4 separate regions of the Mus musculus genome follow, and regions 1, 2 and 4 are each linked to region 3. Evidence: chromatin contacts called from public Hi-C, HiChIP or PLAC-seq and capture Hi-C data. All regions are on one chromosome and are shown on one strand. Each heading gives the region's core, a stretch centred on a gene start, on an enhancer-like site or on the middle of the called end of the contact. The rest is flanking DNA. Distances are from core to core; before and after follow the strand shown. Region 1 has its middle 89 kb from the start of Nfkbiz. Region 2 has its middle 69 kb from the start of Gm23003. Region 3 overlaps Gm45968 (a long non-coding RNA gene). Region 4 has its middle 100 kb from the start of Gm23003.

The links. A called contact is a pair of places that touch in the nucleus more often than the background predicts. HiChIP or PLAC-seq counts read pairs in DNA pulled down with a chosen protein or histone mark. Capture Hi-C pulls out chosen DNA fragments and counts their contacts.
Region 1: a contact with region 3 is called in an H3K27ac HiChIP or PLAC-seq map of regulatory T cells, with 4 times the contacts expected there. The contact joins two enhancer-like sites. A contact is called at or near these places in 1 of 15 datasets of contacts at CTCF or cohesin (CD8 T cells), 12 of 484 Hi-C or Micro-C datasets (3T3-L1-derived adipocytes, the C10 cell line, the N1E-115 cell line and 8 more), 5 of 115 datasets of contacts at active chromatin or transcription factors (CD8 T cells, embryonic fibroblasts, large pre-B cells and 2 more) and 1 of 9 other capture datasets (embryonic stem cells).
Region 2: a contact with region 3 is called in a capture Hi-C map of bone marrow-derived macrophages, with 4 times the contacts expected there. The contact joins two enhancer-like sites. A contact is called at or near these places in 2 of 484 Hi-C or Micro-C datasets (bone marrow-derived macrophages and cortical neurons), 1 of 115 datasets of contacts at active chromatin or transcription factors (CD8 T cells) and 1 of 9 other capture datasets (bone marrow-derived macrophages).
Region 4: a Hi-C map of bone marrow-derived macrophages shows a contact between it and region 3, with 2.2 times the contacts expected there. The contact joins two enhancer-like sites. A contact is called at or near these places in 3 of 484 Hi-C or Micro-C datasets (B cells, the Ba/F3 cell line and bone marrow-derived macrophages) and 1 of 115 datasets of contacts at active chromatin or transcription factors (bone marrow-derived dendritic cells).

The regions. Positions count from the first base shown.
Region 1 is chr16:55,729,667-55,736,719 of GRCm38.p6, forward strand. No RefSeq gene overlaps it. Among named protein-coding and RNA genes, the nearest start is that of Nfkbiz, 89 kb to the right of the region's middle. Within about 2 kb of position 4,800, at least 75 of the 459 cell types and tissues checked have an H3K27ac peak or open chromatin away from gene starts, as enhancers often do. A contact at or near this core is called in bone marrow-derived macrophages, group 2 innate lymphoid cells and regulatory T cells, where this site is marked.
Region 2 is chr16:55,660,502-55,667,461 of GRCm38.p6, forward strand. No RefSeq gene overlaps it. Among named protein-coding and RNA genes, the nearest start is that of Gm23003, 69 kb to the left of the region's middle. Within about 2 kb of position 3,665, at least 26 of the 459 cell types and tissues checked have an H3K27ac peak or open chromatin away from gene starts, as enhancers often do. A contact at or near this core is called in bone marrow-derived macrophages, where this site is marked.
Region 3 is chr16:55,517,777-55,524,277 of GRCm38.p6, forward strand. All of the region lies in intron 1 of Gm45968 (a long non-coding RNA gene), which reads right to left. Among named protein-coding and RNA genes, the nearest start is that of Mir5118, 26 kb to the left of the region's middle. Within about 2 kb of position 2,090, at least 17 of the 459 cell types and tissues checked have an H3K27ac peak or open chromatin away from gene starts, as enhancers often do. A contact at or near this core is called in bone marrow-derived macrophages, group 2 innate lymphoid cells and regulatory T cells, where this site is marked.
Region 4 is chr16:55,695,147-55,702,013 of GRCm38.p6, forward strand. No RefSeq gene overlaps it. Among named protein-coding and RNA genes, the nearest start is that of Gm23003, 100 kb to the left of the region's middle. Within about 2 kb of position 3,080, at least 54 of the 459 cell types and tissues checked have an H3K27ac peak or open chromatin away from gene starts, as enhancers often do. A contact at or near this core is called in bone marrow-derived macrophages, where this site is marked.

The DNA.
Region 1 (7,053 bases), core at 3,550-6,049, 210 kb after region 3:
GAAGTCTTTCTTTCCAGTGAACAATGGTGAATATAGAGTCACGGCTGCACACAGTGATAAGAAAAAGTAAAAGATGAAGGTTTAGACCTAAATAAGACATTTGTACTATCCCATCGAAGGTTCATAGAACATTGCAGAAGAGGGGCCTGAGAAACTACAAGAACAAGAAGATGGGCAAGAGGCATGTGAAATGTCACTGTCTGGGAAAGACATCGCTGTCAAAATCACAAAGTATAGTAGCTACAAACACTCACACTGGGTCTGCATAAGAATGGGTCCCTCAAAGTCAGGCATGGAGGGGCTCAGCAATCCCTACCCATCACTGCTGAACTATTTGCCATGGATACACTCAGGAAGAAATGGCAGCATGGCCTTCCTTTGTGTGCTCACTGAGGATCCTACCAGGAGCCAATGGATCGCACCAATGCAATGTTCACAGATGGCCCTGGTTAAGCTAAATGAATCACAAAACTAAGGCAGAAATTATTAATCTGGGAAAGGGATTGGTACGAAGAAGGGGTGGGGACAGAATGAAGGGGTGGGATGAGAAAAGGCAGGGTAGGGATAGGCAGAAGGGAGATGCAAGTTGATAGTTATGGGAAGGTAATTAAGAGGAGTAATTAGAACACATTAAATACAATGTATGAAATTGTCCAATAACAAAATTAATCCATTTTAATAGCCTACCAATACTATTATTGGGTGGAACTTTACAGCCACAACTATCTTTTCTCGGATGCAAAGCTCAGCAGTGGTTCCCATTTAGCTCTCAACTGTGGCGTGTTGCTGAAACAGTATCCAAGCTAAGCCCTAAGCTTCCCTGGTAAGCTTCCAGCATGAAGCTCAAGGACCAATCTGTACCTGCCTCTCCTTGTTCTGCAAGCATCGTGGTAAAGCATCTCCATGCTAACCTTAGAGACTCATGTCCACGTGAATAAGTGACAAAAAAAAAAAAACAACAAAAGTAATTTTTTTATTCCAATTGCTATTTTTTTCTTTCCGTCACAGCTTGGATTTTATCCACTTAGGGAAGCTACCCCACCCCCACCCCCTGTCTTCCTTGCACAAGCATCCTGAAGCTGCTCATCTGACTTTCTTGCCCAGTCTTAAGCGTACTCTGCTAGAGTGCTGACACTCCGTGCTGGCATCGGCTTCATCTTCGGGACCTTAAGATCTCCCAAATATCACAACAATGCTTAAAAACACCTTTTGTTTTGTTTTGTTTTGTTTTAAATGCTAAAAACACTAGAAGTGAAACCAGTTTCATTTTTGAGGACTGCCATAAAACCCTGACAGAATATTACTGTACCCACAGAAACCTGGCTGGACAAGAGCCTCCAAAGGGAAGTGCAGAAGTGCAAAAAACAGAGGAGAAGGATCTGGGTTCATAAATCACAGAACTGAAAATTTGGAAATACACCCGGGATTGATCATGTCGCTGCTTATGGAAAGTCAAAGTGGAAAGAATCCTTCACCAGGACTTGAGAGGTCTGGAGCTCGTCCAGGCCCTGTTATTACTGCCTGTGCACCTCCCTACGCCTAGTACTGGAAATAGTGATTCATGGTCCCGTCAAGCTCTTTCCACATAAGCACATCTGGACTCACTGTCATTAGCCCCGTTCTCGTTAGGAGGATTGAAACACAAACACTACACCATCTCATACCAGAGCCCTGCAGCAACTCGCTGCCTCAGCTGGGGTGGAACAGAAGCAGGAGGCTTTCCTGTCAGAAGGCTGGCCTACAGAAGTGGCCTAGATGAACAAGTAAACACAGAAAGAATCAGAGCTCTCCTGGTCTCCACCATGAATAGATCCCCACACTTGGGAGAAAAAAAGGGCAGGTCATCAGCACAACCGCTGAGCTCCCTGCAAACAGTTTTCATCAATGTCCGTGCCGGATAATTGGAGGCAGAAGTTGCTCAAACTCCATCTATGAACAGGGTGTTGTCTGGGTCATCATGTCTGGGTAGCCACTGTGACACCATCAAAAGTCTATAGAAACAAGTCAAGAGCTGAGAACTTGATTACCTCTAGGCTTACACACCCACATCCAAGTGGATTGCTATGAAGCCTTTAAAAACATCTGTAGGTGTAGAGTATATGCATATATTTTAGCATATGAAAGGCTATTCAGCCTCTTAGAAGACAAGGTGAGAAGTTAGTGCTGAATTATAATTCAAACATTAAAAGTCTACAAGAGAAGTTTCATCTAAGTCAATAGGTTTTTGAGTCTTTAATGAAAAACCTGGAAGGCTATTAAGCTATAAACCTATTTTTAATTCTCAACTACGATTTTATTGATATATGATTACCATACTATAAACCCTTTTAAAAGTGTCCACACAATGCATATTTTCAATATAAAGGCACCATTACTCCTACTTAATTTCAGAACATTGTTAGTCACCCAAGTAATGAACCTCTTATTAGCACTGACAGCACAATCTTCAGTAAGCCAGGCACTAAGAACTGCAGGGCCTCCTTTTCCTATGGGATCACCTACTCTGAGTGCTTTAAACAAATGCAGTAATAGGATCTATGACTTTTTGTGCCTAGTTTCTTTCTGTGTTGGTTTTTTGCTCTATAACCTTAGACCACAGGCGCTAATAAGAGAGCTTATCTTAAAGCTATCAGCTTTCTTTTTCAGAAATGTCTTGCAATGCTCTGTAAAATGCTTAAAACTCGGGGCTGGGGAGATGGCTCAGCAGTTCGAAACGCCTCGTGTTCTTGCAGAGGACCTGACTTTAGTTTCTAGAACCTACATGGTGGCACACAAATGCATGTGACTCCAATTTGAAAGGATCTGATGGTCTCTTTCGACATCTGCAGGCTCATGCAGGTCTGCGGTGCACATACATACACTCAAGCACATACCCATTACCATAAAATAAAATGACATTTTGAACGCTTAAAACTCGTGAGCTCTGATGGGCTGTGATCTGACCTAGCCTATAGAATCTCCAGCCCATGAGCTGGAACGTTCTTCAAACTTGAAACTTCTCAGGATGACTACAGTCTACCCTAATTCCAAAATCACCTTTCAATGAAACACAAGAACAGCATAATCCCATGAACTCAAAGCTTTGTGTGCCTGCTCACTGGCCCCAGGGCAACCTTGAGTAATTTTTTTTTAACTTCTCCTTTTACTTGAAAATGTAAAATGACAGCAGTACCTTCTCCACAGAGATGCTATGAGGACTAAGAAAAATACTCACGAAGTACTTAAGCCTGGTACAGAGAAAACCTCCAATAAATTTCTGTCACTCCCACTTTAGAACTAGTATTTTGTTATTCCCTTAAGCACTGCTATTCATCACTGTGTTCAGATAACTAGGCGAAGAATTATGTTGAAGGTGATACTTGCTTGCTTCATGGAAAGAGCATCCAATAGAAAATACTAAATAGACACTTTTTAAGTTTAAAGTTGCATGCCTGTTTGGAAACAAGTCTATATTCCTTGTGTACTTGTCTTACCTACAATGCTGTACTGGGACCTTGTGTGAGCTCTTCCATGAGGAAGTTGGTCAACTGGAAGCTTCTTGGGAGAGATGGCTATAAAGGATTAAGGATAAGGCAGCTGGCATAAGAGGGAGACCCTCAGATCAGGATGCCAGCTGGACACTGGAGAAAGGACAGAAAAGGATCCGGAGTCTGGCTGAAGTTTAGCTCTAACTTCTGACCCAGGATTTCTGTGGATGAATAAGGAGTAGCCATTAAAGTGCATCCCTATCTAGAGGAAGCCACCTGGCTCTACTGCCCCTCCCGGTCACTACTTGGAGAAGCCCTGGTAAACAGTACCTGGCAGGCGAGTACAGGCTTTACAGCTGTGAAGCCTGCTTACAGTACGTTTTCAGGCAGGGCACCTTCATGGTCTCTACAGAACACTCTGCAGACAGTATTACTTATGCTTTGTAAGTTCGCAAGCCGAACAAATAGGTTTTAGCATCCAACAGGAACAAAATGACCCTTTTACTAAATTAAACCCATCACCACCTTCATTATCTGCTTCATTTCTCTTATACAAACACAGGATGAGGCAACCGCCAGAGGATTTGGCCTCAGAAATAAAGACAAGATGGCAGATAAAGTACATCTGATCAGACAGTGTAGAGAAACCTCCGGGAGCCTGGGCAGAAGGAGGGGTATTAATCAGGGACACACACACACACACACACACACACACACACACACATGCCCAAAGCAAGTGCTCACAGTGACAAGCAGGTCAGCACCGTACTCACTGGGGTTCGGATAACTGGATAACTCCAGTTGTCAGAGCTATGGGTGAGGCAAGAGGAAGAAATGAGTCACTGATCTGGAGCTAAAGTAAAGGTCTCTGAGCTAAGGACTACAAATGAAGGAAGACAAGCAAGGGCAGAGTCACTGTCTGGCTCATTTCAAAACATTGTCACGAAGAGCTGCACAATGTACTATTGACAAACACCTGCTCTGCAGAGAATTAACATTTCAGCACATTCAGAGATCCAGCGCACATTTCCAAGTGACTGCAGGGTAAAAAGAAATCCCTGTAATTGCACTCTATCTTGCCAGGAAGACAAACCCCAAAAAAGCAATTAAAGCATTAGATGGTACATTGCGGGTCATGCGATGTCAGAGGTGGATGAACCTGAACGTGCACGAGGCTTTGGAGTAGCAGCCACTATAACAAAGTCATTCCCAGTGACTGCCCTCGATCCTGCAAGGGAGACCAACCCCAAAAGCAATTAAAAATCATACACAGTTCTTGGTGGATCATGTGATGACGGAGGAGAGTTAACTTTCTAAGTCAAGTGATCTTGACTCATCGCCCTGTGAGAAAGGAAGGAAACATTGCTGAGAGAACGGATCGGAACGAAGGTCACAAATGGGGTCAGCTCCTGGGCCAACCAGGGAGAGTGTCGCCCTCTAAGCCGTAGAGCCTAAAAAATAAAAGTGAGGATAAAACCAACCAGACCTTCCAGAGCTCCCAGGGATTAAATCACCAACCAAAGAGGGCCCACGGCTCCAGCATATGTAGCAGAGGATGTCCTTATCGGACATCAAAGAGAGGGAAGGCCCTTGGTCCTAAGAAGGCCTGATGCCCCAGCGCAGGGAAATGCTAGAGCAGTGAGGCAGGAGTGGGTGGGTGGGTGGGTGGGGGAGCACCCTCATAGAAGTAGGGGGAGGGGGAGGGGATAGGGGGTTTCCGAAGGGGAAAACCCGGAAGGGGGGATAACATTTGAAATGTAAATAAATAAAATAACCATTTTGGGGGGAAAAGGGTGAGGATAAAAGATCTAGAAGGGGTTAGGAGCATGCACTGGACAAAAGAGGAAAAGAATAAGAGAGACAGACAGATAAAATGAGAAAAAGGAGTCGCCCAAAAGGGACTTCAGAATGTTGAAGCTGGAAGGACCTCAAAGATAATCAGCTTAATTTCACTGCAGCAGAAATCATGGCAGAGTAGCAGGAGAAATCATTTGTTAAGCACCCAGCATATACTGTGCTATGCATTTTTAAAGAATACTCTTATTTATTCCTACTTAGAACCGTTTATTTATCTATTTATTTGTTTGTTTGTTTATTTATTTATTTTAACTTATACTGACAAGGTTTCACTATGTTGCCTAGACTGCCTTCAAAGTTCAGAAATCTAAAATAAAAATGTTAGTATGGCCTCACTCCATTCTAATGTGCAAAAGCAGTGGTTCTCAACCTTCCTAACGCTGTGACCCTTTAATACAGTCCCTCATATTATGGTGACTCCCAACCATAAAACTATTTTCCAAAAATTATGAGGTTGCCACTTCATAACTGTAAATTTGCTACTGTTATGAATCATCATCTAAATGTCTGATATGCAGGATATCTGATATGTGACCCCAGGGAAACAGTCGGTCAACCCCTGAAGGAGTCGAGGCCCACGGTTGAGAATTGCTGGTTTAGATCAATGACTGTGTGATACTCTCTTTTGGCAGACCTGCAAGATATCATGGAAATATAACACAAATCAGCAATAGAACAGGAAGGGTGGGGACAGAAGAAAGGTCACAGGAAGGCCAGTGGTAAAAGAACAAGACCGATATTCTATAAGAAATAACTGGAGCAAAGGAAAGACTGAGGCAACCAAAACCCCACACGCCAAAAATAGTTACTTTAGTTCCATGATGACACTTTCTGTGCCTGCTGCTCTAATCGCTCCGCTTCCTGCTTCTAAGGGTCTCATAAGATTGCTGGCCATCTATGTCCCAGGAAAAATTAAAAAGTGACAAAACCTAAGAAGGAGCTGACATGGGGTCTTCTCTCACTGGAATGAAACCCACACAGCAGTTGGTGAATGTCATAAAGAACAATGAGTCATAGCTTCAACTAATCAAGTTGACTTCGCCCTGGCAAAGATGGATATGTAATCTCTAATCACTGGAACCGCTTACGAGATGTAAATATCAAACTAGGGAAATGGACTAATAGAAAAATCAAATCCATTTAAAACACACTCTGCAGAAACCCAGACCAGTCATGAGATGGAGCTCAGGGAGTCTTGTGGAAGAGTTGGGAAGGATTAAGGGGCCCGGAGGTGATAGGGACTCCACAGGAAGACCAACAGAGTCAACTAACCTGAACCCTTGGGGGCTGCCAGAGACTGAACCAACCAAAGAGCATACATGAGCTGGAACTAGCTCCCCCAAGGCATGTACATCACATGTGCAGCTTGGCCTTCATGCGGGTCCCCAACAACTGGAGCAGGGGCTGTTCCTGACTCTGTTGCCTGTCTAACACAGATTTCTTGTAGAATGTAGGTCTTCTTCTTTACCACTGGCGTTCCTGTGACCTTTCTTCTAACTGTGATCCTGTTCCCCTAACTGGGCAGCCTTGTCTGGCCTCAGTGGGTGAGGATAGACCTAGTCCTGCAGTGACTTGAGGTGCCAGGTTGGGTTGGTACCCCCAAGGAGGGCTTCTGTTTTATTGGGAGTCTTTGCTACGGTTACTCTCATAGATTCCATGGAGTTTCCATTGCACTAGGTTTACCATATTTTCCTTATTTTTCAGTTGAGGGACATCTAGGTTCTTTCCA
Region 2 (6,960 bases), core at 2,415-4,914, 140 kb after region 3:
AATGTTCCTAAACAAAACACCAATTGCTCAGGATCTAAGATCAAAAATTGACAAATGGGACCTCATAAAATTGCAAAACTTCTGTAAGGCAAAGGACACTGTCAATAGAACAAAATGGCAAGCAACAAATTGGGAAAAATGCTTTACCAATCCTACATTCGATAGAGGGCTAATATCCAATATATACAAAGAACTCAAGAAGTTAGACTCCAGTGAACCAAATAAACATATTTTAAAATGGGGTACAGAGCTAAACAAAGAATTCTCAACTGAAGAATACCAAATGGCAAAGAAGCACCTAAAGAAATGTTTAACATCCTTAGTCATCAGGGAAATGCAAATCAAAACAGCCCTGAGATTCTACCTCACACCAGTCAGAATGGCTAAGATCAAAAACTCCGGTGACAGCAGATGCTGGCAAGGATGTGGAGAAACAGGAACACTCCTCCATTGCTGGTGGGATTGCAAGCTGGTACAACCACTCTGGAAGTCAGTTTGGTGGTTCCTCAGAAAATTGGACATAGTACTACTTGAGGACCCAGCAATACCACTCCTGGGCATATACCCAAAAGGTGCTCCAATATGTGATAAGGACACATGCTCCACTATGTTCATAGCAGCCAGAAGATGGAAAGAATCCAGATGTCCCTCAACAGAGGATGGATACAGAAAATGTGGTACATTTACACAATGGAGTACTACTCAGCTATTAAATAATGAATTTATGAAATTCCTAGGCAAATGGATGGACCTGGAGGATATCATTCTGAGTGAGTTTCCTTCTTTTTAAACGTGAAGATAAAACTACTAAGCCCAGAGGATTGTTATGCAATGTCCTATTGTATTAAGTACTGTGAAAGGGACACATAGTAATTATTAATTAGCAGTCTTAGGCTAGAGATCATTAATAATCTTCTGATCCTAGACAAAGAGTTCAAATTATGGCTTATGAAAATATAAAGCCAATTAAGGATTTTTGTTCATAATCTCTAATTCTTTATGAGTGATATGACATGAAAATATAGTCAGAAAAGGAACAGCTGGGTGATGTGTTAGAAATGGACAAATCAGAGGGCAATAAAGGCAAGGCAAAAGTTAGGACAAGGTGACAAATAAAAAAGGGGTGTGTTAACAATGCCTATGTGATTGGCCAGCACATCCACACTGCCCTGTTTACCCTGTCATTAGAACAGTCCTTGTGTGATGTGCCTGGAGACTCTTCCCTTTCTCAATGTTTGGCCCAAGAGGAGAAGACATAGCAATTACTTGTAGTAGGGGTTCCTCATTTGTTCTAAAGCATTGCTACTCTGGGCCCACGAACAAGCAGCCAAGTCTTTAGAAGATTATGAGAGAACAAGAGTGGGAGAAAGCTCTCTAGCATAGTTTGATCAGGGTTTTTTGATTGCATTGTGAAATGTCCTGAGTGCTAGGAGTACAGGAATGTACTACCAGGCCTGACTCTAGAGATGCCAGAGACTAAATTTTGAGTTTGAAATTTTGAATCTTTTCCTGGGTTGATGATATATATGTATTACTGGCCACACTCACCATGCTAGGTGGCTTGGGCTCAGCCATACACTCCTACCAAAAAATAGCCTATTCTACAGAGCATTGTGCCACAGAGCCCAGAAATATGGTAGGCTAAGTATATTAAATGCATTTTTTTACTTTTGATATTTTGTTTTATTGTTTATTTCTTTTTTGTTAAACTAATAAAATTTATTTTAAAATATACAACTCAATATAGACATTTTTTAAGTAATCAAAATAATTTATAATAGTTAAATGCCTCTTAAATATACATGATGTCTTCTGAAGCTAAAAGTAATATGTGCTCAACCAGTTTTAAAAGTCTATTTGGAGCATTAAACATGATAGAAGTAGAAAAAAATCTCTTATGAAGTACTCTATGAAAAAGAAATTGTGACAAGTTCCTAATTAGACAGAAACCATTCCTTCTCCAAGGGAGAATACTCAGTGTAACTGTGACTTCATAGAATGAATTGGGTAGTATTCCTTCTCTTTCTATTTTGTGTAATAGTTTGAAAAGTATTGATTTTAGGTATTCTTTGAAGGTCTGGTAGAATTCTGCACTAAACCCATCTGGTCCTGGGCTTTTGTTGGTTGGGAGATTTTAGTAACTGTTTCTATATCTTTGGGGGCTGTGGGACTGTTTAGATTGTTTATCTGATCCTGATTTAACTTATGTATTTGGTATCTGTCTAGAAAATTGTCCATTTCATCCAGATTTTCCAGTTTTGTTGAACATAGGCTTTTATAGTAGAATGTGATGATTTTTTTAAATTTCCTCAGTTTCTGTTGTTATGTCTCCCTTTTCATTTCTGATTTTGTTAATTTGATACTCTCTCTGTACCCTCTAGTTAGTTTGGCTATGGGTTCATCTATCTTGTTGATTTTCTCATAGAACCAGCTCCTGATGTGGTTGATTCTTTGTTTAGTTCCTTTTGTTTCTACTTGGTTGATTTCAGCCCTGAGTTTGATTATTTCCTGCAGTCTACTCCTCTTGGATGTATTTGCTTCTTCTTGTTCTAGAGCTTTTAGGTGTGCTGTTAAGCTGCTAGTATATGTTTTCTCCAGTTTCTTTTTGGAGGCACTCAGAACTGAGTTTTCCTCTTAGCACTGCTTTTATTGTATCCCATGAGTTTGGGTATGTTGTGCCTTAATAAGTGGATATTAGCCAGAAACTTAGGATACCCAAGGTATAAGATAAAATTTTCTAAACGCAAGAAGAATGAAGACCAAAGTGTGGACACTTTGCCCCTTCTTAGAATTAGAAACAATCACCCATGGAAGGAGTTACAGAGACAAAGTTTGGAGCTGAGACAAAAGGATGGACCATCTAGAGACTGCCATATCCAGAGATCCATCCCATAATCAGCCTCCAAACGATGACACCATTGCATACACTAGCAAGATTTTGCTGAAAGGACCCAGATATAGCTGTGTCTTGTGAGACTAGGCCAGGGCCTAGCAAACACAGAAGTAGATGCTCACAGTCAGCTATTGGATGGATCACAGGGCCCCCAATGGAGGAGCTAGAGAAAGTATCCAAGGAGCTAAAGAGATCTGCAACCCTGTAGGTGCAACAACATTATGAACTAACCAGTACCCCGGAGCTCTTGACTCTAGCTGCATATGTATCAAAAGATGGCCTAGTAGGCCATCACTGGAAAGAGAGGCCCATTGGACACGCAAACTTTATATGCCCCAGTACAGGGGAATGCCAGGGCCAAAAAATGGGAATGGGTGGGTAGGGAAGTGGTGGGGAGGGTATGGGGGACTTTGGGGATAGCATTCTAAATGTAATTGAGGAAAATACGTAATAATAAAAAATATTTTAAAAAAAAAGAAGTCTCTAATACCACGGTTCCTTCATGAAACAATGCTTTTCACAAACGACAATGAATAAGAATCAGTCTACAGAGGGAAGCCAGGGAAAACCGAAACTGTTGTTTCTAAACTTCATTATGACAGACAGCCCCACACACAGATGATCTGTCTCAGGAACTCTGGCTCTCCCAGGCTGGCAGCACCTTCCTTTAAATCAGAGGAATTAAGTTCTCAGCAACTACTAGACTGACTTGGCCACAGACACAAGCCCCAACTCACCCTATTGGTAAACAGAACAGAAGTAATGTCACAAGGAGCCAGGACTGCTGAGCAGGAAGCCTGAAATAGCAAATCCCAGAGCTTAATTTAGAAGAACCCTTCCAAAGTGGAGCTTACAAAACAGAACTTAACTGCTGTTGAGAAAAACCAAAGGATGTGGTAACATTTTCAAGATTATAAATGCCTGTATCTCCTCTATTTGAGGACTCATTACAGATGAAGGCTCCAACTAAAAGGAAAGCTACAGAGGCCTTGCCCAAGCCCACTGCACCAAGAACTTTTAGCAGAGACATTATCAATTGTAGTGAATTTCATCAAAAAATAAAACAAAGGTTGGAAACATTAGAACTTGTATTTGTCTTTACCATGTTCTGAAATGGCTGTTTAGGGAAGTGCTTTTCTCTGTTTATATAGTTTCATTTGTTTGGAGGTTTTGTTGTTGTTGTTGCTGGTGGTGGTGGTGGTGGTGGTGGTGGTGGTGTTGGTGGTGGTGGTGGTGGTGGTGGTGGTGGTTGGTTGGTAGGTTGATTGGTTGGTTGGTTGGTTGGTTGGTTGGTTGGTTGGTTGGTTGGTTGGTTGGTTTGCTGGGTTTGGTTTTGGTTTTGGGTCTTTTTGGTTTGGCTGGTTTGGTTTGGCTTGGTTTGGTTTGAATCAACACCTCACCAGAAGACATTAAGCACTAAGAATGCATCCTTTGAGGCTGAGTTTGTTTACACTTGAGAAGCAGCAGAACTCAAAGACTTTATATCTCTAAATTATGTAAAATATCTGTCTTTCAAAATCCCCATGAATACCAACAAAGAAATATTAGCTGGATAATATTATAGTCTTATGAATTAGAGCAGACTCAGATCCCATGGCCATCTGGGTCAGTGTGCAGATATGTTAAAGTGGGGGATGAGGCTCAATCTCATGTGTGACATTTAACCCATTAGCTAAACCTTCCACAGAAACTGAGAAGTCATGGATATCATATTTTATCACTTGAATCTGTAACTACTTCTGGTCAGAACTATCAGAAAGATCTCAGCAAAATAAAACAATTATCTATACCTTATAATGTGAAAAGAAAGAAAGGCTTTGTTTTGATTTTTTTTTCTCTTAAAAGTGGAGTCATACTTAAATTACTATAGACACTGACACATTTCTTTCATAATTTTCCAATCTATAACTTGTCCCTTAACAACATTCTGGTTGTTTATGTCTTATACTCTCATATATAATAAAATCAAAATGCTTTTTCTGGTGATTTCACAGTTCAAATTACTTTCTGTGCTAAACTAGAGGTAAGATTTTGGTGGAATATTTATTGGTTTTATGGTCTCTTCAAGATATTTCTTATTTGTGTGTAGAGTGTGAATTTGGTTTCAAGTATATTTTTGTGTCTAGATTCCCTATTCTTTTCTGACTAACCTTTTTCCCTTTTTTTATTTTCTTCATGCATTATTCTTAATTGTATTAGTTTTGGAATTCTGCTTGTCAATTATTTTGCTAAAATATTTAAAGATTTAATTTCAAATAAAAGAAAGCGGGCTAGCCTGCATTCAATACAGAGGAGAACATGCAATAGAGAATTCATGTAAATCTCCCAAATTTTATCCTCTATATTGGAAACAGAACCTGTGTCCTTTTTAACATGGTTCTTAATTGTCACATAGCTTCAAAGCACATCTGAAAACAGTTGGAATAGCAGCTATCAGCACAAGAGTGGAGGGATATCCAGAAACCACAATGAATTATTCATTCTCCGTGTTGCTCTGTACTCAAATCATACCCAGAGTAACGGCGATGAGACCAGTCACCAGACTGCAGAGATCTGTCATATCCTGACTTCTGACTAGGGCTTGGTTTCTCACCATAAAATGAGACAATTCAATGCATATGTTACCACATTCTTCTAAGAATTCAATGAAACAATATATGGACAGTGTTTGACAGTGCTAAGCACCCTCTCCTCTCTCGTTCCAAAGATTACACAACACATGAATGTAAGAGCCAATGGGCATAAGTGTTATAGCTCTTAGGGGAAATATATCCTGGAAATTGGGAGGCAAGAAATATCACTAAGTCACACCACATAACAGACCTCTCACAAGAGATTTATTGGGAGAAACACAAGAGAATGGTGGCCTCTGCTCAGGCAAGAAGCAGCAGGAGACTGAGCAGGAGACAAGATTGTATAGGGTTGGGTGTTTGGTTGGTTGGCTGGCTGGCTGGCTGGCTGGCTGGCTGCCTGGCTGGCTAGTTGGTTGGTTGGTTGGTTGGTTGGTTGGTTGGTTGGTTGGTTGGTTGGTTGGGGAAGTTTTTCAGGGTGGAAATTTTCAGGATAGGGATTGGTTAGATTTCAAACCAACCCCATGCATTAGTGAGATTTTTTTTAGCTCAGGGATTTTCAAACCCAGAAGTGTGTTTTACCCTACCATATTTCATTAATACATTTATTTCTTCACTTTACATCTTGATCACAGCCCCCCTCCCTCCTTTCCTCCCAATTTCACCCTTATAAATTCCCCCCCATAACCCTCTCCCCTTAACCTCAGAGAAGGGGAAGCCCCTATTTGGTACCACGTCACCTGGGACATCTAGTCCCAGCATGTCTAAGCACATCCTCCCCCACTGAGACCAAACTAGAAGAGTCCTGTTAGGGGAAGGGGATCCAATGACAGGCAACAGAGTCAGAGACATTCCCACTCCAATTGTTAGGGGGCCCATATGAAGACCAAGTTGCACATCTGATACAGATATGTAGGGAGCCTAGATCCAGCCTGTACATGCTCTTTGGTTTGTGGTTCAGGCTCTGTGAGCCCTCATGGGCCCAGGTTAGTTAATTCTGTTAGTCTTCTGTGGTGTCCTTGACCCCTGCAGCTTTCTCAATTCCATCCCCCACTCTTCCACAAGACTCCCCAAGCTCTGCCTGATGTTTGGCTATGGGTTTCTGCATCTGTTTCCATCTGCTGCTGGATGAAGCCTCTCAGGAGACAATTATGATAAGTTCCTGTCTGCAAGCATAACAGAGTATCATTAATAGTATTGGGGGTTGGTTCTCTCACATGGAATGGGTCTCAAGTTGGGACAGTAGTCTGTTGCCCTTTTCCTCAGTCTCTGATCCATTTTTATCCATGCATGTCTTATAGAAAGGACAATTTTTGGTTTAAAAGGTTTTGTAGGTGGATTGATGTCCCCATTTCTCCATTGGAAGTCCCACCTGCTTACAGGAGGTGACCACTTTAGTCTCCATAAGCCTCAATGGTAGGAATATCAGCTAGAGTCACTCCTATAGACTCCCAGAGTCTTCCCTGTCCCAGGTCTCCAGCTACTTCCAGAGATGCC
Region 3 (6,501 bases), core at 840-3,339:
CCAAGTATAATATTCCTAACTGACCCAGGCCAGATCATCAGCCTGATACCCACCCACAACCTACAGCCTGTGTGCCTCCCAGGAAGTCCTCAGTAACCAAAGACATAGGTGAGAATTTCACCCAAATACCACTGGTCTGCTTCCTACTGGGGCCACAGTCAAATTAGTACTACAGGCAAAATTCCTGACCCACAATTGTTCCTGTCTAAAAGAACTGCAGGGACAAAAACAGAGAAGAGAATGAAGGAAAGGCGGTCCAATGACCAGCCCAATTTGGGATCCATACCATGAGGGGGCTCCAAGGCCTGACACTATTACAGTTGGGAGCATGGCATGGCTGTCCTCTAAGAGGCCCTATCAGTAGCTGACTGAGACAGATGCAGATAATTACACTCAACCCCTGGACTGAAGACAGGGACCTCTATGGTTAAATTGAAGAAGGAAGGCTTTGAAGAAGCTGAAGGGGAGATCGATCCAATAAGAACAACATCAATTTCAACTTACCCAGACCCCAGGGAGCTCCCAGAGACTGAGTCACCAACCAGGAGCACACAGGAGCTGGTCAGAGGCCCCTGGCACATATATAGCAGAGGTGTGCATGGTCTAGCCTCAGTGGGAGAAGATACACTTAATCCTTGAGAGACTTAAGGCCTCATGGAAAGGGGGGGGTCTATTGGGGGTGGGGAGAGCACCCTCTTGGAGGCAAGTGGGAGGAGGAATGGAATGAGGAACTGTGAGAGAGGGGACCAACAGGTGGGTCAACGGCTGGAAAGTAAATAAAATAAAATAATTAAAATAAACCTTACTAAGTAATTTAAATATATATATATTCCTGAACAGTAGATAGTTTGTTTTGTTGTTTTGATCTGTTCTCTTCAGTGCTATAAATAAAGAATCATACTCTGCCCTGGCCTTCCAAGGTTCAGCTGAGACGGGTGCTGTCAAGGTGTTTGTTGGGGCTAGTGTATTTTCTCCTGCTCAACTGAGGATCTTCTCTTGACTGTTGACCTTTCAGGTCTTCATTGTGAGGCATCTTGGCTTACTCTTGCTTGAGATGAATCTGGCTTGTGACCTTTGATCATCCTCTATATAAATATCGGTAGCCTTCTTTGGGTTTGGGAAGTTTTCAGATGTAACCTTTCCAATCGTCCTACCACTGTAACAGCAAGGACCACTTGGATCAATATCACCTGCATAATTAAAGTTATTCCAAAGTTCATGTAAGTTTTCTTCTTTCAGCTTCATTGTATTTTCTCTTTTTTTCCCTCTCTCCTCTTTGTATTTGCAAAGACATTGCCCCTGTTTCTGTTGTTGGCTCTTTTCAGTTATGGATGTTTTCCATCCCATTTTCCATATTGCTGAAAATCCTGTTTTAGCTCAAGTGATTTACAAGTGGTTAGTTTGTTCACTCTGCTTTGCTCATAAAATACTGAGTTTTTTTTTTCTGAGTTGTCTTGAACCTCATTGAACTTCCTAAAGATACCTATTTTGACTTCTTGATCCAAGAGTTTACATATATTCATTACTATATAATCAGTCTCCCTGGTGTCTTATCTTAGGTGAGGCCAAATTTCCTGAAAGTTTTAAACAGCTGTTGAAGAGTAAATGATGTCTTTGAGTAAAAGGAATTGATACTTAAATATTCTAGTTTTCATAATCAGCGTGTACCCATCTTTGATGGTTTGTGTATGCTTGGCCCTGGGAGTGGCACTGTTGGGAGGTGTGGCCTTGTTGGAGTACATGTGTCACTGTGGGTGTGGGTTTGCGACCCTCATCTTAGCTGCCTGGAAGCCAGTCTTCCACTAGCAGCCTTCAGATGAAGATGTAGAACTCTCAGCTCTGCCTGCACCATACCTGCCTGGATGCTGCCATGTTCCTACCTTGATGCTAATGAACTGAACCTCTGAACCTATAAGCCAGCCCTAATTAAATGTTGTCTTTTATAAGACTTGCCTTCATCATGGAGTCTGTTCACAGCTGTAAAACCCTAACTGAGACACTATCCTTCCAGAAGCTCTAAAGAGGCTTCCCGTTGTATCTGACCTTTGGTCACTGCTGCTGTTTGAGCACTAGATGACACTCTAGGTTCAGGTTTACTGTCAGTCCAGGCTTGGTGTACAGTTGCAATTTCACCTCTGAAATCATGCAGTCCATTCTTGTCCTCAGTTCTATAGATGATGTGCTACTCAGAATGGTCTGAGAAAAAGTGCTGAAAAAAGGTAATGCAGCTCAATAAGTTGCCTTCTGAGTCTGCAGTGGGTCTGGATGCTTCGCACATAGCCAACAGCCTGTGGTTAAGGTGCCAAAAGTTTCTGCTCCGCACTTTGCCTTACTGTGGAAGGTCTAGCCCTGGACTCCAAAGCAACAACTTGGCACTTATTTTCTTCTTCTCTTGGGGTACAATGATTCTCTTAATACCATACTGCCTGGGGTTAGGAGCACGATGGGCAAACAGTCACATGACTAACAATACTATGTTTTATAGCTTCCTGTACTCACAACCCACTGACTGCAACACAGAAATGAGGCAAGACTAAGACACTTGATACTATGGGTTACAAGCTGCTAAAATGAACTCACAAGCCCTGAGACTCGTTATGAGTGATACGGACTATAGCACAATGCTTCCTAAGTTAGGAAGCATTTTCCCTATGCCGTGTTTCTTTGAGTTGGAGGAAGGGCGATATAGAAAATCCTTTTCCTCCCATCTCTTCCTCAATGTATTTCCTTACGTTATACTAGAACCAAGCGCTTCTCTGTTCCAAAGCCCACCTGAACAGTGATTGGCATGTGCTCAGCCAGTCAAAAGGTTTTCTTGAAGGTTTTTATATTATTGCCACTTTGCTCCACTCAGTCTTCATGTTAACACATGTCCTGAGCACTCTCTATTGCCTACCACCTCTGCATTTTAACAAACAGATAAAAAGCTTTGTCCTACCTCTCAGATCTAGACTGATAGCCATAATTCAGTATAGACTTCTACCAATTCATTAAATTCACTATATAACAGACAGAACTTTCTGTTTCTTTTGTCTTCTCAATTCCAAAGCTGTCTACCTTCAGACTTACACAGCAATCCTAATAGCATGATCTTTTTGTTTGAGACACATCAAAAACCACACACACACACACACATACACACACACACCATTTATTGGATTTAAATGCTGTGCTCTATGATTTAGGTGGGGTTTTCCTCCCAAGGGTTTGTGTATCAGACAGTCTGCATCAGTGTGGCCGTACAAAGGAGAGATGGAACTTTAAGAGGTGAAGCATGGGAACGGGAAGAAGCCCTGAGTGAATAAAGTCCTGAGTGAGTATGTACAGTTGACATGATTATTACCACATCAGGGAACCCCCAATGCTTCTGCCCATGGAAGTGGCAACACCTCTCTAGGTGAGGCTCAGAGGGATAGGGATAGCAAAGCCTTCTTTGGGAGGGTCCAAGCATGGATGCTGGTAGTACATGCAGAAAATGGCCACTGTAGCTCCCTTTCTCCCAGATATTTACCATCTGGAGACTGCTACGGAGACTATACAGACTGCTCCTACTGAGATTAGCTAAACCTAGCTCTGCAAGTTGTTTCTCCTCCTTTTTCTAGATATCTCAAACCCTGGATGTTCTAACCTTTGTGCAAGCCACTGTTGTGTGTGTGACTTGCTACTGAATGATATATCCAGCTAAGCGGTTTCTTCCCCTCCAGTCCCAGGTAAAGCTTCCTTAAGGGTTCGGTCACTTTTCAAGCCTCTATTCCTCCACTGGACTATCGCAGACTGAGTTCTCATTCTCAGTACATTGGTAAGACTGTGATCCATGCGGGTTGACCTGATTCTACTGAATGACTGTGATTATGCCAACCATCGTACTTTGACACTATGCTAAAGTTAAAGGATAATAGGAATCTCCTCCAAGGATATTCCAGCCCATTTAGAAAGCCAATAAACCTACAAATCACACATGAAACTCTGAGAACAAACCTCTAGATAAAATATTGATCTTCCGGGCAAAGGTTCTGTATACACTGTACCTATAAGGTTTCTGAGGGCAGAGGATGAAGGTTGTATATTCTTCCACATTGGCTTCCTTTGTTGGTTTGTAGTTTTTGTTTTGTTTTGTTTTGTTGGTGTTTGTTTGTTTGTTTGTTTTGAGACAGAGTTTCTCTGCATAACCCTGACTATCCTGGAATTTGCTTTGTAGACCAGGCCCCAAACTCACAGAGATCACTTGCTTCTGCCTCTAGAGTGCTAGGACCAAAGGTGTGAGCTACCACCGCCCAGCCCCATACTGGCTTCTAAAAAAAAAACTTTAGTATACAGAACTGATGTAGGATAAGCATGTGATTAATGAATAATTGTTCCAACTTATAAATTCTAAGTGCTTTGAGCTGTACTATTAAAGTACAAAGGACAGTCCATGTAAACAAAAATACTCTTAAATTATATCCCAGGCAAGTGAAACCTAGGGTAAGACTTCCAATGTCAAGGCTGAGATCAGTGAAGCACCCCAGCCTTCAGGGCATCTCTGCCTGCTCAAGCAACTTGTCTCTACACATCTTATAAATCCTAAAGTTCAACTGGGCATTGGAATTCCTCCTGTGGTCTGCTGGTAAATACACCCATACCCACACCCACACCCACACCCACACCCACACCCACACCCACACCCAGAAACCACACTCTTCCAGTAGATTCAGGACACGTCAGGCAAACTTAGATAACTTAGATATCCTTTCCAGTGAGATAATTTTTTTTTTCTAAAATAGCCACCCATTTGCCCTAAGTTTGACTCCTTATACCAAAAAAAAAAAAAAAAAAAAAGTACTCAGATTTTTTTAAGGTTAAATTTTACTAATTGGGATCACCTAAAAAAACTTCAATGTCACCAATCATCCTTGACTTCTGAGATTTCTCATGGTCCTGGTTAGTCTAAATTTAGCCTACTTAGTTGATTATATCTGTTTTAGTTTAATGACCCAGAATAGAAGTCCGTAGAAGTTCAGGTACCAGCTGATTAGCATGAAGAAGAGATGTGTAATATAACCCTGCTCTCTAGTCTAGACCTATCTTTAGTATTGTAGCCTACTATTGTATGGAATTCCTATTGTAGTCATAGTGCATTGCTTATTTGTGTTGTGTCATGACCAACTTCATTTTTTTATCTAAGATATCACGAAGTTCACTCTCCCTACATGGAGACACTGTATAATAAATCTTCGAACCTAAGGATAAAGTGTTTCCATTTTTAACTAACCAAGTTTAGACTTGATACATTCAAGTCTAAAGTCCAACAGGTTTGAACTAAGTAATTAAATTCGAACTCCATAATTAAAATGACTTCAATGCTACCCTAAGTTTAAAAATCGCCCATTTCATATTTAAAATATGTAATCTATTGATTATTCCTTAAAAGCAAGGCACAGCCTAAAACTTGGGACTCAATAGAGTCAAAGCCTCTGCTAGCTCGGAGTTCGAATGGTAGGGGAAGGAGTGGGAGAAAGGTTAGAGTCAGAGTGCTTCTTTTTTTTTTTTTTTTTCACCTTCCCAGGGTTCTGGTGCCATGAGCACACCTGCAGTCTTTTAGGTCTTAGGTAAGAGCTAAGTAGATCTTTCTCCAGCACTTGAAAAACAACTAGTATCTGTTCTCCCCACCAGTTAAAACTCATTTGTCACAAGAACATAACACCTGACATAAATGTTCTGTTGCAATTCTTTGGTTTTAGTCCAAGTAACCACTCAGGTTCTCTGATTTGAACTTTCATAATCCCCTTGGGAAGATAAGAGGCCTGACCCACTTTGCCAGTCTGAGATAGAAGCACATTCACCTCTATTTTATTTTCCTACCTTATCCCTCCAATTCCAGCGGAATGTTCAGGACTTGCTGCATTCCTGTTGAGTGCAAGGTGTCTTTCCTGAAGTCCGACAAAGCTTGAGATCCTTCCCTTTCAACCATTTGTTCCTTCTGATTACACAACTGCATGCAGTTACTACGGAGTTTTCTATTAACTGTAAAAAAGTTGTTCTAAAGGTAACCTTTTATATCCAACTATGTATGAAGAAAAGGAATTTTTTTAAAGTGTACCGTTTTCACTGGCAGAGGAGATGACCACTTGAGAAGGAAAAAAAATGCCAAGGAACTAATCATTCTTAGGGTTGCATTCCAAAAGCTCTGATGCATACACATAAGAAAGATGAAGAAGGTGGGAAGGAGGCTTCAATAGACCCTACCACTAGCAGAAGCAAAGTTGCCTTCTTTCTTCTTGTTGATATTTTCTATTTCCTTTGTGTTTTAACTTCACTTTCCAGAAATGAAGCTAAAACCAAGAAAGAAAAAAAAAAGACACTTCACTGAACTGGGGCATGGAGCAGGGGTGCAATATAGTAGTTAGATTAGAAAAGATTGAGTTGCCCGAAACCTATATTCATACAAACTCGTTCTGACATATCACGTCTGGCATTGACAACTGACCCCTGAGCCAGAGAGCTACAAGAAGCCTGCTGGGG
Region 4 (6,867 bases), core at 1,830-4,329, 180 kb after region 3:
TCTAGATTTATGATTAACAGCTTACGAGTCTGGCAATCTTATTCCTTTTGTAACAAACAATCACCGAAGCAACTCAATAAAATAAATATAAATTTAGCTCTGATGATTTTATAGTCCCAAACCCTAAAGTCTTCAGAGGAGTCTGCGTTTGCTTTTCTAACATCCAGGTTGCTGTCATTTCTCATCTGATGGTGTTTTCCAAGACACTCAAATTGCCTTCTGCTGCCTTTATGTTACCCACTATTGTCTGACTCTCCCTGCCCGCCCCTCTTCCCCCCATGTTGACATCATTGCCACCTCAATGTCTCATGATCCTCTCTTGGATTTCTAAGTTCCTTCATTCAGTCACATCTTTTACTGTAAAAGAAATACAGTCACAAATTCTGGGACTAAGCCGCCTATCCCACTGTCTTCCAGAGAGTTGACATCATTTTATATTCCCGGGGGGGGGGGGGGGACAAGGAGAACATTCTTACCAATCTATGATTTAATCTGCATTTTTTAAAATTATTGATGCCAATGTTTGGGGTTTTGGAGGTTTTTTTTTTTTAGTATTTTTTATTCACTTTACATCCCAATCACTATCCCCCTTCCCAGTCCCCGCTCCCGCATACCCTCCCCATCCCCCTCCCCTTTTCCTCTAAGAGAGTGGAGGTCCCCCTGAGTAATCACCCACAAGATTTCTTTTTTATGAACTCATTCGCTCTCTGTGAATCTTAGGTGATATGTCAGTTCAAACTTTTCCCCATTTATCACTGGGAATTGTAGGAGGGGTGTGTGCGTGTATGTGTGTGTGTGTAAATTTTAAGAGTTTCATAAGCATTATAGATACAAGTTATTATTAGATATTATCTGCAAATATTTATGTCAGGGTTGGGGTTTATTTATTCATTACATTAAAAGTGTCTTTCAATTTTTTAATTTTTAAATATTTTTATTCGTTGAAAATTTCATACACCTATTCAATGTATTTTTATCTTACCTACCCCTACTACCTCCCTCCTCTTCCCCCAGGAATCCACCATCCCATGCCTTCTCATCCCAAACTCCATGTCTTCTCTTCAAATTATTATTAACATCCCTCTAGTCCAGTTAGTACTACCCATGTGTTAATAGATGTAGTGTCATCCACTGTGGCCTCAGTGACCCTGCGTCCCTCAGCAGCCATCAACTACCAGTAGCTCCCCAGCCAGAGGCGGGACCCTGGGAGCCCCTCCCCCATCCATGTTGGACTACTGACTGATGTGATCTTGTGTACAGAGCCTGCAGACAAGCACAGCTGTCTGTCATAGGAGCTGGTGTGTGCGCTAGTCATGTCACGTCCAGAAATCGGCTTTTCACTGCTCTCCTCCCCATCTTCCAGCTCTTGCATTCTTTCTGTACACTTTTCCAAGATGTCCCCTGAGCCATGCGAGGGGGAAGTTTGATACCAACCTATCTGCAGGTAAGCTCTCCCTCTCACTTATTCTCAGCTCTTTTACAGTCATGTTTCCTCTGTAACTACTACCCATCGCACAAAGAGGCGTCTCTGACCCAGGCTGAGAGCAACATAAATCTATAGGTATAAGCATAATTATTTAGAAGGTAGTTTGACAACATAACCATGTCAAAACACCCGTAGGCTCCTGCCTAGGACCTGTGATCTGGACTTTGACCATATTACAGTATCAAACATGACATCCCTCCTATGGAGCAGGCCTCAAATTCATTCTGGAAGTTAGTCACTCCAAGAGCCAGAGTACCGTTATTGCACCAATGGGTACAACTTACCTGGTAGGTCGGTACTGGACCCTGTCTATGATTTTTTTTTTCATATTTAGTTCAGTTCATATGTTTAGGTGTATAGTCCATTTTGAATCAACCTAGGACATTAGTGCCAAACATGACCTAAAGTTCTTTATTTTGCCTATGAATAGCTAATTATAATAGTACTATTTGGGGCTCTATATGTTTGTGGTATATGCATGATTGTATTGTACGAATACAGATGTGTGTGCCAATGTAAGCTCATGCAGAGGCCAGACGAGGATGTTGGCTTACTCTATCATTCTCTACCTTATTCACCGAGATGCGACCTCACTGACCTTGAAGTTCAGTGTTTTGGCTAGGCTGCTGGTGAGCACTCAGGCTCTGTGCCGTGCTACCAGGCTCACTTGTATATAAATAGTGGGCATCTGGACTCATATCCTCATACTTACACAGCAGGGCTCTTACCCACTGAGACATTGTTCCAGCCTCATCCTCTGACTCTTAATCTCTCTGTATCTTCATACTGGGGGTGCCAGCTGTCACCTCCTCTGGATCATGAGATCTTCTGAGCCTCTTTCTGTCAATGGCAGAACTCAGTTTCATGTGGCTTTAGGACTCAGGCCCTTATTTCCTAGTTGATTATTTGCCAAGGGACATTCTCAGGTCCTGGAAGCCACTTCTCGACCTTTGTTTTAAACTCATTCATCTATAAACCCAGGACCATGTGTGTCCTTCTAAAGCTCTCAGCTCCTCCAATTTTCTCTTTTGCTACCAAATGGAGAAATGTCACTGCTTCTTAAATAACAAAAAACAAAGGTAATAGTATCTTACTTAAAATGGACACGCATACATATTTTTCAAAAAAAAAAAACATGACTACCAAATACATTTTTATCTTTTTATTTCTGTTGAAAATAGATTCTTCTCTTATACAATACATCCCAACCATGCTTTCCCTTCCCTCCCGACATTCAGCATCATTACTCATAGAGTGAAATTCCAACTGTTTGCTTTGTGCTGACTGAACAGTTTGGTTCTCTGATACAGGGTCTCAAATATCCTATGCTAGCCTCAACCTCTAGATGTAACAAAGGATAAGTTGGATCCTATGATCCCTCCTACCTCTTGCTCCAATAATAGTAATAATAATAATAATAATAATAATAATAATAATAATAATAATAATGCTGAGATTATGCCCAGTTTATAATGGATCAAATCTAGAATTTTGTGCACAAGAGGCAAGTCTTCTACCAACAAGAGGGAAGCTACATCTCTTGGCCTGTTGTTACCAGATCTCCTCACACTCACAGAGGTGTGAAGGAAACGGTCTTCATCTTACCATGGAGCTTGGCAACACTTTTGCATTAACGAAGGAATAGCAAACAAGTTTCCTTCTACTTGTAGGGAAAAAATAATAACCTGTATGATTTCCGTATTTATTTACCATCTTTCCCCACAGAAAATGCCACAAGTGTTTTCAATTTTCCACCAGAGGGACACCCTGAAACACTCAGAATTGTTTAGCCTAGAAATGCTAGTGGTTTTAGAGTCAGCAATGCTGTTTAGAACTTTTTTTTTTGAAAACAGCTACAGTAAATGATAAGTGAGTTTCCTGAGCCCAACCTCTAAACCAACACATAACTGATGAAGTCATATGCTCAAGTGCTTTTTTTTCTTTTGTCCTTCTGTAAAAGAGGAAGAATGGCGAAGGGATTTTCTCCCTGGACTGTTTTTGACTTCAGAAACTTGAGACCACAATGATATTATTCTCAAATGAAACTGCTGACAACTTTCTTTCTGTTCCTATCAACTTCCTCTGTTGTTTCATCATTTCCTCTATAGAAGTCAGAGCCTATTCATAGCAAGCCATTTGCTTCATAGTTGAGCTTATTGAAGGTGGCACCAAATGACCCTGTCCAAAGAGTAGCGTCACCTACAGCTGGAAAGTGTGGCAGCTACAGAGCAGAGCAGCGCTCCTATTCACCACCACCACTTCCTCAAGAACACAGACTACTCTGGACAGCAACATCTTAGCATAATGAGTATCAATGAGAAATGGGTAGTGTGGGAGCAATACAGAGTCCAGGGAATACCCACCTGGGTCTTACTGGGTTCTTCAGGTGGCACAGGGTGATTCTTTGAGATTTTGAGCCAGCAAAAATCTTGGAACAGCTTTAGTAAAATGTCTTCAGCATACACTCTCAAACTATTTCTAAAATTCCCAGAACTGGAATTCCTGTCACTCTCCAATGAGTTCCCATAGACATGCCTCCACTTAGAAGAGGAAGGGGTTGTTGATATCTTTATAAATTGACTTTTTCTCTTTCTGCTTCTTAATGATGTATTGCAGTCTGCCATTCTATCTATTGCACTCTTTGCCTCTCGATTCGCGTCTTTGTATCTTTGAGTCTTAAACAATGGTGAGTGACGTTTTAGTTTCAGAGGGATAGAGCCCATGACCATGGTGGCAGGGAGTGTGGCAGCATGAAAGCAGGCATGGAGCAAGAAGAGTCGGCAGCTGAGACCTCACAAAGGAAGACTCAGCCACGAGGCACCTCCATTTTTAAGAATCTTAATTGAGGCATAACATGCTAATGGTTTCTGTCAGAGTCCCATAGGGAATAAGATTTAGCAACTTATGCCGAGATTACTATTGACCAAGACATGAATGACTACAGAACTCTAGAAGTGCTGTTATTAAAATTTCTCCAACTTATCATATTACATAGAGTTTTAAATTCCATGGTAATCTCTGGATCAATTTAACCAAAGCAAGAAAAGGTTGGGTTTCATGGTTCATTTAGTCTTAAAAAAGAAAATGTCAATCATGCTGTATGGTTTTTGTAAGAGAAAATTAGGTCACTAAATTATAAAAATATATTCTACAAGGACAAAAAATTTAAATAAAATGTAAATAAAGAATAAGTAACTTGGCACATATTATGGCTGTTTCCAGTTCATCTTCTTGTAATGAGTTTTTATTATGGAAGAAGCAGTGTGTGAGGCTGTAGGCATTTCTCAGTGTCAGAGCATAGTGTTTACCAATGTGTGATAAACCTAAGATCTGGGAGGGAGAGACTGCAGGGACAGGAGGGAGAAGAGCAAGAGGACAAAAAAGAGAGAGTAGCTTCCAGGAACTCTCCTGCCTTTGCATCTCATCTCACATAGGAGAAATGAGATCATGGACATATGCTATCATGACACCAGAACGGTACCCAGGTGGATTCTGGGTATTTGAACTCAGGTTCTCACTTCTGCTCAGCAAGCTCACCTCCAGCATTGTATTTTCTGTGTGGCGTGCTCAAGTAGAATTCATCCCTGGAAAAACAAAGTTGACATCATGTATCAGAACAAAGATTTAACTCAGTACAACACAGTGAGTTACAACATCTCTAACTGTACAATGAAGAAAATATTTATTACTCAGGAAAAACAAAATAAAATATGACCAAACTTCACAATCCCATTCACTATTAAAAGGACAGAACCTTTTGAGTAACCCAGGGATGTACATGTGACTATCTACTGCTAATGTTTTCTTACTGACATTTATTCCTATCAATATTTTTTACTGTCTATGACTAAACTTCATCTTTTTTCTTCTTTTAAGCCTGGAGTAGAGGTGAACATTTGGAATCCCAGCACTTGGGTAGTAGAAACATAAGAACCAAGAATTCATGGTCACCCTAAACTACAAAGTGAGTTCCAGGTCAGTCTGGGCTACTTGGGACCCTGTCTCAATAACAACAATAATAAATGTTTTCACTTTTATTCAGTCATATTCTCTATTCAACATTTTCTTGTTCAATAGTGAAAAAAAAATCTATAAATTAAGTTGAATCTGAAAAGTCCCAATATGACTTCGTTCTATGGAATTTTACGAACTCATACCAAAGAGTTTATGGAATAATACAACAAAAAATATTTTTAACAAAAATAAATATACAAACAATGTGACTAAAACATGTCTTACCATATATCAAGGAGCAAAATAATTTTAGAGAGGTTTGAGAATTATTGTCCTTGGACCCAAAATAAGCAACTGATGCGTGCAGTAAACAAGGTTCCAAGTCAAACTCATGAACACTGAAACAATGCTTCATCAGTAGGAAGCATTGCTCTGTAAAGGTTAGCTGGACAACTGGCCTGACAAATAGATTTGTTCCCTACTAGGATGGAAAAGAAATGAGCCCAGGGCTTCCCATTTGTCTAGAGATGTCCAGCAGTGGATATTGACCAGATAGCCACTTACCTGGATCACGTGACCAACCCTCAGACTATCAGAGGGGAGATAATAAAACCTGTCATATCATTTCATATTCTAGAGATTGAGCCTGGCACGGTGGTGTGTACCTGTAACCCAGAGCACTCCAAAGGCTGAGATGGACAGATTGAGGGTATAAAGGCAGCCTGGGACATACAGCAAGAGTCTGTCTCAGAAAGTAAAATTCTTTTTCTCTTCAATTTAGAGAACTAGTGAGCTAGAACATCATTTCTGAAGTTAAGTATTAATTACCGACTCTGTACCTCCCAGCAAAAAGAAATGCAATGTACTTGGCTTATCTGAGCAGTAAAGGCAACCTGTTCCATACAGGATGCTGCTTCCATGCACATGAAGGGCTTTCTGCTTTGAGTTGCAGTTTGTATATAGGGCCCCATGAAGGTTTAAACAGAAGTAACTATAACAGTTACTTCAAGCACAATTTGACATATTGGCATGTGTGTGTGTGTGTGTGTGTGTGTGTGTGTGTAATGCATGTGTGGTTCACCATCATGAGAAACTGTTTGTTCTGTACCTACTGTTTGTTCTTTGCTCTCCTATAACAGTACCTCCAATGTAGGAGTGACTCCTTGCAATGGGATTCAAGAAACAGAGCTACATGCGATGGAATCCCGGATTAGCATACATGCTCAAGTTCCTGAGTGGAGGAAGCTTGGAAGTTGAGAGCCAAAAAGAACCTATGATGGAATCACATGAATGTACATATCGACACGGGTCAAATGTCTCAAATATCCATGCATATGGTCCCTAGCAGAGAATGCATACCACACCAGAAAAAATGGTCTCTGGTCAAACGCTGGTATTGGTGAGCTTTTGTCACTTGTCTTTCTCTG